Linked DNA regions of Mus musculus: region 2 is linked to region 1. The links are chromatin contacts, called in public HiChIP or PLAC-seq maps. All regions are on one chromosome and are shown on one strand. The core of a region is the stretch at or near the end of the contact, and the rest is flanking DNA. Distances in the headings are between cores, read along the strand shown. Region 1 has its middle 81 kb from the start of Gm22269. Region 2 overlaps Wwtr1 (WW domain containing transcription regulator 1).

Evidence for each region. HiChIP or PLAC-seq counts read pairs in DNA pulled down with a chosen protein or histone mark.
Region 2: a contact with region 1 is called in a FOXA1 HiChIP or PLAC-seq map of pancreatic cancer cells. The contact joins two enhancer-like sites.

The regions. Positions count from the first base shown.
Region 1 is chr3:56,971,513-56,975,383 of GRCm38.p6, forward strand. No RefSeq gene overlaps it. Among named protein-coding and RNA genes, the nearest start is that of Gm22269, 81 kb to the right of the region's middle. Within about 2 kb of position 1,784, at least 11 of the 459 cell types and tissues checked have an H3K27ac peak or open chromatin away from gene starts, as enhancers often do. A contact at or near this core is called in pancreatic cancer cells, where this site is marked.
Region 2 is chr3:57,554,319-57,557,919 of GRCm38.p6, forward strand. All of the region lies in intron 2 of Wwtr1 (WW domain containing transcription regulator 1), which reads right to left. Among named protein-coding and RNA genes, the nearest start is that of Wwtr1, 20 kb to the right of the region's middle. Within about 2 kb of position 1,528, at least 82 of the 459 cell types and tissues checked have an H3K27ac peak or open chromatin away from gene starts, as enhancers often do. A contact at or near this core is called in pancreatic cancer cells, where this site is marked.

The DNA of each region.
Region 1 (3,871 bases), core at 534-3,033:
TTTGAACCCAGATGAGCTGCTGCATGAAAGAAAACACAACACAAACTTAGTTCAGAAGTGATGGTAATTCAATCGCTCGGTGCAACAACTAAAATTCTAATCTTGTAATCCTTATTAAATCTAAATCCTCTGGTGGCTAATCCTGATAGATCTGCCACTAAAAACAGGAGACACTCATAGCTACATCTTGCCCTCATGCTATCTCCATCCAAAAAGAACCTAACTCTCTCCTGCTTCCTCTCTTCCTCTGTCCAATCTGAAAGTCCCTCCTACTAGCCCAGTGATTGGCTCCTTTATTCATTAGGGGATTGGTTCACAAGAACAGCACCAGGCTTATCCACAACAGAGACATATAAAGATATATCCATATAAAGAAGCTGAATTGGCTTAAATTAGGATCCTTTGTTTCAGATTACACATTTAAAGCGTTGAACAACTGAAAGTCGTACTTCATTGTTCTCAAAATGATTAAATTTCTTGGTTTTTTCCTACTCTGCTCACAATATCACCTATAAAAACAGGTTAAATTTGTGTAAATCTTTAGAGCCTGTGGCTTGTGGTCACATATGATATCCCATTTCTCTCTATTCCCCAATTACCTAAAGTAAAGGAAGAGAGCTACTGGCTTGAAGAGAGCCATGGCTTGAATACTGATGATGTGTCAAGCAGTCAAGAACTTTACAAAGATAAGTTTGGCCAGTTCTCATGACATAATGGGATTGATATCATTAATTCCATTTTAGAGATGACAAAGCTCACAGAGAATGTACCATCCCACTCAAAACCATACTTGAAAATCCAATGACCTTGTCATATGGTATACATAAACCACACACACACATGCACACACACACACACACACACACACACACACACACACACACACACACACACACTACTGGATAAATGCATAATTCTTGTTACCATATATATTTGTATATGATAAATATATGTGATATAAATTTTATATGTATATCTGTATTTATTTGAAAGTTTTACTGCAAACCTTTTATAAATATCTGTATTTGTTTATTTAGAAAACCTTAGAGGACTTGATGACATTTGACCACTTAATACCAGATGGTCTGCTTAGGAATAAGAGGTGGAAAATAAGGCGTCCTTGGACATGTGACATTGTAATCATCTTTAGTTTGTGAATTCAAAGCTGAGCCTCCATGAGACTCACTTTTCATAATGACAATCATAATAGTTAGATGATATGGCAGTAATATATTTAATACTATTATTAAATAAAGCCTTTGGACTGCAGATGTGACTCAGAGGTTAAAGGAACAGGCTGCTCTTGCAGAGAACTTGGGTTCAATACCCAGCACCCACATGAAGACTCACATTCTTTTGGTCTCTTTGGAAGACACATACACACATTCAGGAAACCATACACAACCTTTTAAATTAAATTAAAAACTTGAGGTACCAACTTCATACAGCTAGACAATTCAAGTCACTGTCCACTTTATATTGCACAGCTGTGGAATACTGAGTTTCTCTTCTAAGTGTGTGTTTGTTTTGTATGACTCATATAGTTGGTATCTTTACTGCTCAGAAACTTCCTGCCCAGTGTTTGCAATGTTGCTTAGAAGGGTCTCATTCAAGAAGATGTTCTTATTGGGAGCTTTTTCTAATGCAGGGTGGGCAGAGTGTTGTGTATTTTGTTAACTTTCAATCAATCTCTGCAGCCCCTAAAAGACTTGGCATCACCAAGATACATTATGTTTAAAACTTGGGTCAAAGGAGGGTGAAGAGCAGCAGTTCAGAATTCTCTAGGTGCAGGATGGCATGGCCAAGATGGTCTCTCCCAGGACAGGCACTTATTTTGGATGTATAATTTGGTGTCTTTAAACAAAGTAAGCAGCTAGTGATTTTTTTAAGCCTACTACATATAAATTGGCAAAATGTACTTCTCAAAAATGAAATAGCCACCAATAATGCATAAGTCTCAATCATAACCACAGTGTCTGTTTATAACACAAGTGGAACTGCACCTGCAGTCTCAGCTCAGCTCTGTAACAGAACACCTTGTATGGCCTTTCTTTATTTTCTTCTCCCATCCTCAGGTATCTAAATAGATCCTGGTGTAACATTTTGCCTTCTTCCCACTGGTGGATATATTCAGCCATGCCCTTCCCACTTCTCACCAAATCCCATCCCAATTCCTAACTGTCAGTTTCCAATATTTAGAAACAAACTTTAAATGAAACCTCCAGTGGCCATACCTATAATGATCACATAACAATTTACTTTGAGACAATACAGAGTCACCATACTTTTCTAAGAACAAGAGAAGGTAACACAAACCAAGGTACAAAACTTCCACCCAACAAAGGCAACCAGCACCTAGAATTATAATATTCTCAAACCCAGATCCCTGGAGGCCAGTATAAATACAGAATCAATAATGGTCAAGACAATATGTCTTTTCTAGAGAACATCAACTTTACCCCAGTAGGCCCTGAGTATTACAACATAGCTGAAGCACAAGACAAAGATATTTATTAATATGTAGAGGGTTTTGAAGAAGAAATTAATTAATTCTGTAAAAAAAAAGCTATTAAAACACAAAGAATAGAAGGAAATGAATAAACAGTTCAAGAATTGAAAGTGGAAATAGAAACAATAAAGAAAACTCAAACTGAGAGAATCTAGAAAATAAACATTTAGGAACTTGAACAAAAACCTCTGAAGCAAGCTCAGCAACAGAATACAAGAGATGGAAGAGAGACTCTCAGGCATTAAAGACATGACATAAAAAATGGGGACCTCAGTCAAAGAAAAATATTAAATCTAAGGAACCTTGGGCACAAAAAATTCAGGAAATCTGGGACACCATGAAAAGACCAAATCTAAGGATAATAGGACTATGGGAAGGAGAAAAAAATCCAGGTCAAAGACACAGAAAATATTTTCAGCAAAATCATAGATAAAAGTTTTTCTAACCTAAAGGAGAAGCCTATCAAGTTTCAAGAAGCTTACAGAACACCAAATAGACAGGACCAGAAAATAAAGTCTCCCTGGCATATAATAATGAAGCAGCAAATGTACAGAACAAAAATATAATATTAAAAGCTACAAGGTGATAAGACCAAGTAACATATAAGGCAGACCTATTAGAATGATACCGGTCTTCTCAATGGAAACTTTTAAATGAAGAATGGTCTAGACAACTATTCTATAGATTCCAAGGAACCACATATGCCAGTCCTGACTCCTAGACCCAGTAAACAATCAGAGTATATGGAGAAATAAAGTATTACATGCTAAAACTAAAGCACCATCAATCTACAACCTCAGTCCTACAGAAGGCTCTAGAAAGAAAAATTCCAATCTAAAGAGATTACACTCAAGACTATACAAGGATCTCCTAAGTTCTGCTGAGTCCCGGAACCAATATGTCGACCACTGCTGCTGAGGCTGAGGCTGCCTCCCAAAGCAATCTACAGATTCAATGCAATCCCCATCAAAATTCCAACCCAATTCTTCAACGAATTAGAAGGAGCAATTTGCAAATTCATCTGGAATAACAAAAAACCTAGGATAGCAAAAACTCTTCTCAAGGATAAAAGAACCTCTGGTGGAATCACCATGCCTGACCTAAAGCTTTACTAAAGAGCAATTGTGATAAAAACGGCATGGTACTGGTATAGAGACAGACAAGTAGACCAATGGAATAGAATTGAAGACCCAGAAATGAACCCACACACCTATGGTCACTTGATCTTCGACAAGGGAGCTAAAACCATCCAGTGGAAGAAAGACAGCATTTTCAACAATTGGTGCTGGAACAACTGGTTGTTATCATGTAGAAGAATGCAAATCGATCCATACTTATCTCCTTGTACTAAGGTCAAATCTA
Region 2 (3,601 bases), core at 278-2,777, 580 kb after region 1:
CCCTTGAGGCCACGTGAGCTTGTCATCTATGAGATTTACAAAGGTTTCACGCCCAGGTCAGGTTCTCCTTGCTTTTTCATATCCCCTGAGCCATGTTTGTGGTAAAGGCCTACGGTTAAGACAGTTTGGAGAAGCTTTTTATGAGCTGCACCCTCCGCAGCAAAGAAAACCAAATGAGCAAATTCTAAGACACTGCCACTGGAGTCAACGTTGGCCACTGGTACGCTTCAGTACCTCAGGCGACAAGCCCATTCTTGCCAGTGTCTTCCCCAGCTGGCAGAATGTGTATAACCCTCACAAGAGCAGAGACAATGTGAATTTTCAGAGGCTGGGGGGAAAAATGGTTATTTAGAAGGAGTGTATCTATTTCAAACAGTACCAAGAAAAATTCCAATGAGATGACACAGTCTTGCAGTTATCTCTGCCAAATAGTTCAAAGAACAGCTCAAGGAAAAGAAAAGGTGTTTCCCAACTCCTACACCATTATCAAGTCTGAAGGCAGCAAAGGCCTCGGCCTCCCAGTTTCTCTTTTCTTTTTGTTTTGTTCTGTTTTGAGATAAGAGTCTTTCTCACTAGGCAGCCCAAACCTGCCTCAAACTATGAATTCTCCTGCCTCAGACTTCTGAGGGCTAGGATCACAGGTATGTACCACCGTACTTAGCCTTATTTAATGAATGTTAGTGTTTATTTTTCAAAAAAAAAAAAAAAAAAAAAAAAAGGTTTCATATCTTTCCCAAACTAAAATAAGTGCCTTTGATCTTAGGGGGGGCGGGGCTCCTCCGGGTCACAAACACAAGCCCATGCACCCATGTCTCCTGCCTACTCCCTGAGGCTACTAAAGCCTTGCAAGAAAAGATGCTGAAGATCACTGTTTGCTGGGCTGCAGAACCTGCCCACCTTAACCCCCAAAGAAATTTCCAGCTTCACAGGCAAAGTACTCACCTAGCCTGTGGCAGGGTTCACACACGCACACACACACACACACACACACACACACACACACGGTTTTTTTTTTATTTTTTATTTTAAATCCCATTTCATTATTTTGCTATTTTTACAATAACTTAAAGGATGATATTTGAGGAAAGGCTACTTATAAAAGGAGTAGTCTCCTCAAAATAACATATAAAATTGGCCTGAAGTTTTGTTTCTTCCTCTAGCTCTGAAAATGAGCATCAGTAATATAAGAAAATAAAACTACTTAGGTAATAGCATCAGATAAAAAATTCTAAAATTTTCCACTCCCTTTTGTATTATGCATTCATCTGAGGACAGAAATAACAGGATGGTAAGAATTTCCCCCTTGCTCTCTCTGCAGTCCTGCTAGGCTCTATGTAAACCAGGGCCCAGGACTGCCACTCCAGGTGATGCCCTGGTCACATGCCTGAGCCCTGCTCACATGCCTGAGCCCTGCTGGGCAGGTGAACAGGAGTTTACATGTAAATCAGGAAACCTCTGAAGCAGAGCAAGCGAGGGGAAGCTGACTCATGGTGCCTAAGCCTGAGGTAACAAGAATGGTTAATGACTCCATGACTAAGCCTTCCTTTTGCAGGGCCGAGATAGAGACCAAGAGGCCCAGAAGCCTCCCTGTAAGAGATGTCCATTCTCACTTCGTGTCTAAATTCTGTTTAACTACAAAGGGTCACAATCTAGTGGTAGGAAGGACAGAGTTAATGATAGTCTTCTATCAGCATCTCCTACACAAAATATGGTTAGTCGGAAAGTGACCATCTCACAGCGCATGCATGAGCATAGATCAACGGACTGCAAAGGAGCTGAAGCCGGGCCTGGCCCACTAGCCTGGCGCAAGGGACTCTAGACTTACAGACCCAACTGAGCTTTTCATTCACCTCCCACAAAGAGTGTGGAGGTAGAAACTGTTTGGATTTATTTCTTTATTTTTAGAAAAAAAAATATTTTCGCTTCTCTCTAAAGACCAGTGACTGTAAATATAAAATTATATGTATCCAAAAACGTTAATTTTATTTTGTTTGTTTTCCGAGACAGGGTTTCTCTGTATAGCCCTGGATGTCCTGGAACTCACTCTGTAGACCAGGCTGGCCTCGAACTCAGAAATCCGCCTGCCTCTGCCTCCTGAGTGCTGGGATTAAAGGCGTGCGCCACCACTGCCTGGCGAAAACCTTACTTTAAAATACTTTTTTTACAATGGTTGATCTGCATGTGCAGGAAATTTTACCTAAAATCTGAAGCTACATCCTCAAGGGTTCTTTATAATTTCCACAATAACGACTAACTTCTTCAGCCAGAGGAATTGTTATGAGCAACAACCTACAAATAGAGTTAGGGCCAAACTAACATTTCATTTCTCATCCAACTAATGGGGGGGGGGCGCTAATATTTCAGGCTTCGTGTACAAACCCCAAATATACAGCCAGGGTGGTGCTCCATGCCGTCAAGCCCAGCCCTCAGGAGGCACGTGCAGGCAGACAGATTTGTGACTTGGAGGCCAGCCCTATTTACATAGAAAGTTCCAGGCCACGAATTTAATGGGGGCGCGTGTGCGGGAGGAGGATTTGAAGGGATGAAGGGAGAAGGAAATGATACAATTGTAGCATAATCTCAAGAAATATACAAGTAGATTTTAGAAATTTAGCTCAGGGAGACAACCTTTAAGTAAATCCCTTGAAAGAAGTAGCCCATCTTGTTCTGAATAAGACATGCACCCTCTCTATCTTTTCCAAACAATGGCAGGTACCTCAGGCATGAGAGCCATTCTCAAAGGACCTGATGAAGCAGGGGCCAGAGCATAAAACTAGAGGAAGGTGAATTGGGGCTACGAGGGGGTTGGGCAGGTGACTGTATGGTTAAGAGCATTAGCTGCTGTTCTTGCAGAGGACCCTGGTTAGGTTCCCAACACCTACATGGTTGCTCACAATTCCCTATAACTACAGTTTCCGCAGATATGGCATCCTCCTGTGGACTTCACAGACACCTTCTTCACTCATGCAATCTATATAAACTCACATAGCACACGCACACACATACTTGCCCACTGCAGTTGATGAGAGGGAAGGCTTGAAGGTACTATTCTAAAAACGGACAACTTGAGCACTTATTTTATAACTTTTACATATTTACTTGCGTACTTACTTGCTTTTACAGTGATAATAAGGTCCCTCTGCACTGCTGAGCTCCAACCCCTTTCTAGCATAGTTCTGAGTCTAAGGAAACAGTCAGAAGAGACTCCACAAACAAGGAAATGAGAGCTTGCTGGTTACCTAATCTCATTCAGTGGCACAGCCATGATTCAAACCAGAATGTTTAACTACAAAACTCATGAGCACTGCCTGACTGGTCTCTGCTGATGACGCTGGCCAAGTATCCGACCTGTCTATCCACACTATGCCCACACCACCATTAGGTCCAGATTCCTGCATTTGAAGCAGCGAATGGAAACTGTAACTGGCAGCCATAGAAACCACTGAAGAGAAGGAAGAGGCCACTTTTCTCTCAAAAAAACAGAAGAAACTACCAAAGGAAGCAACCTGAGTACTCGCCAACAGACCAGCAGACGAACGCATTAACAATAGTCATCTTAGAACATCAGTTAGCCACACAGCGAATGAGGTGCCGTTGCTGC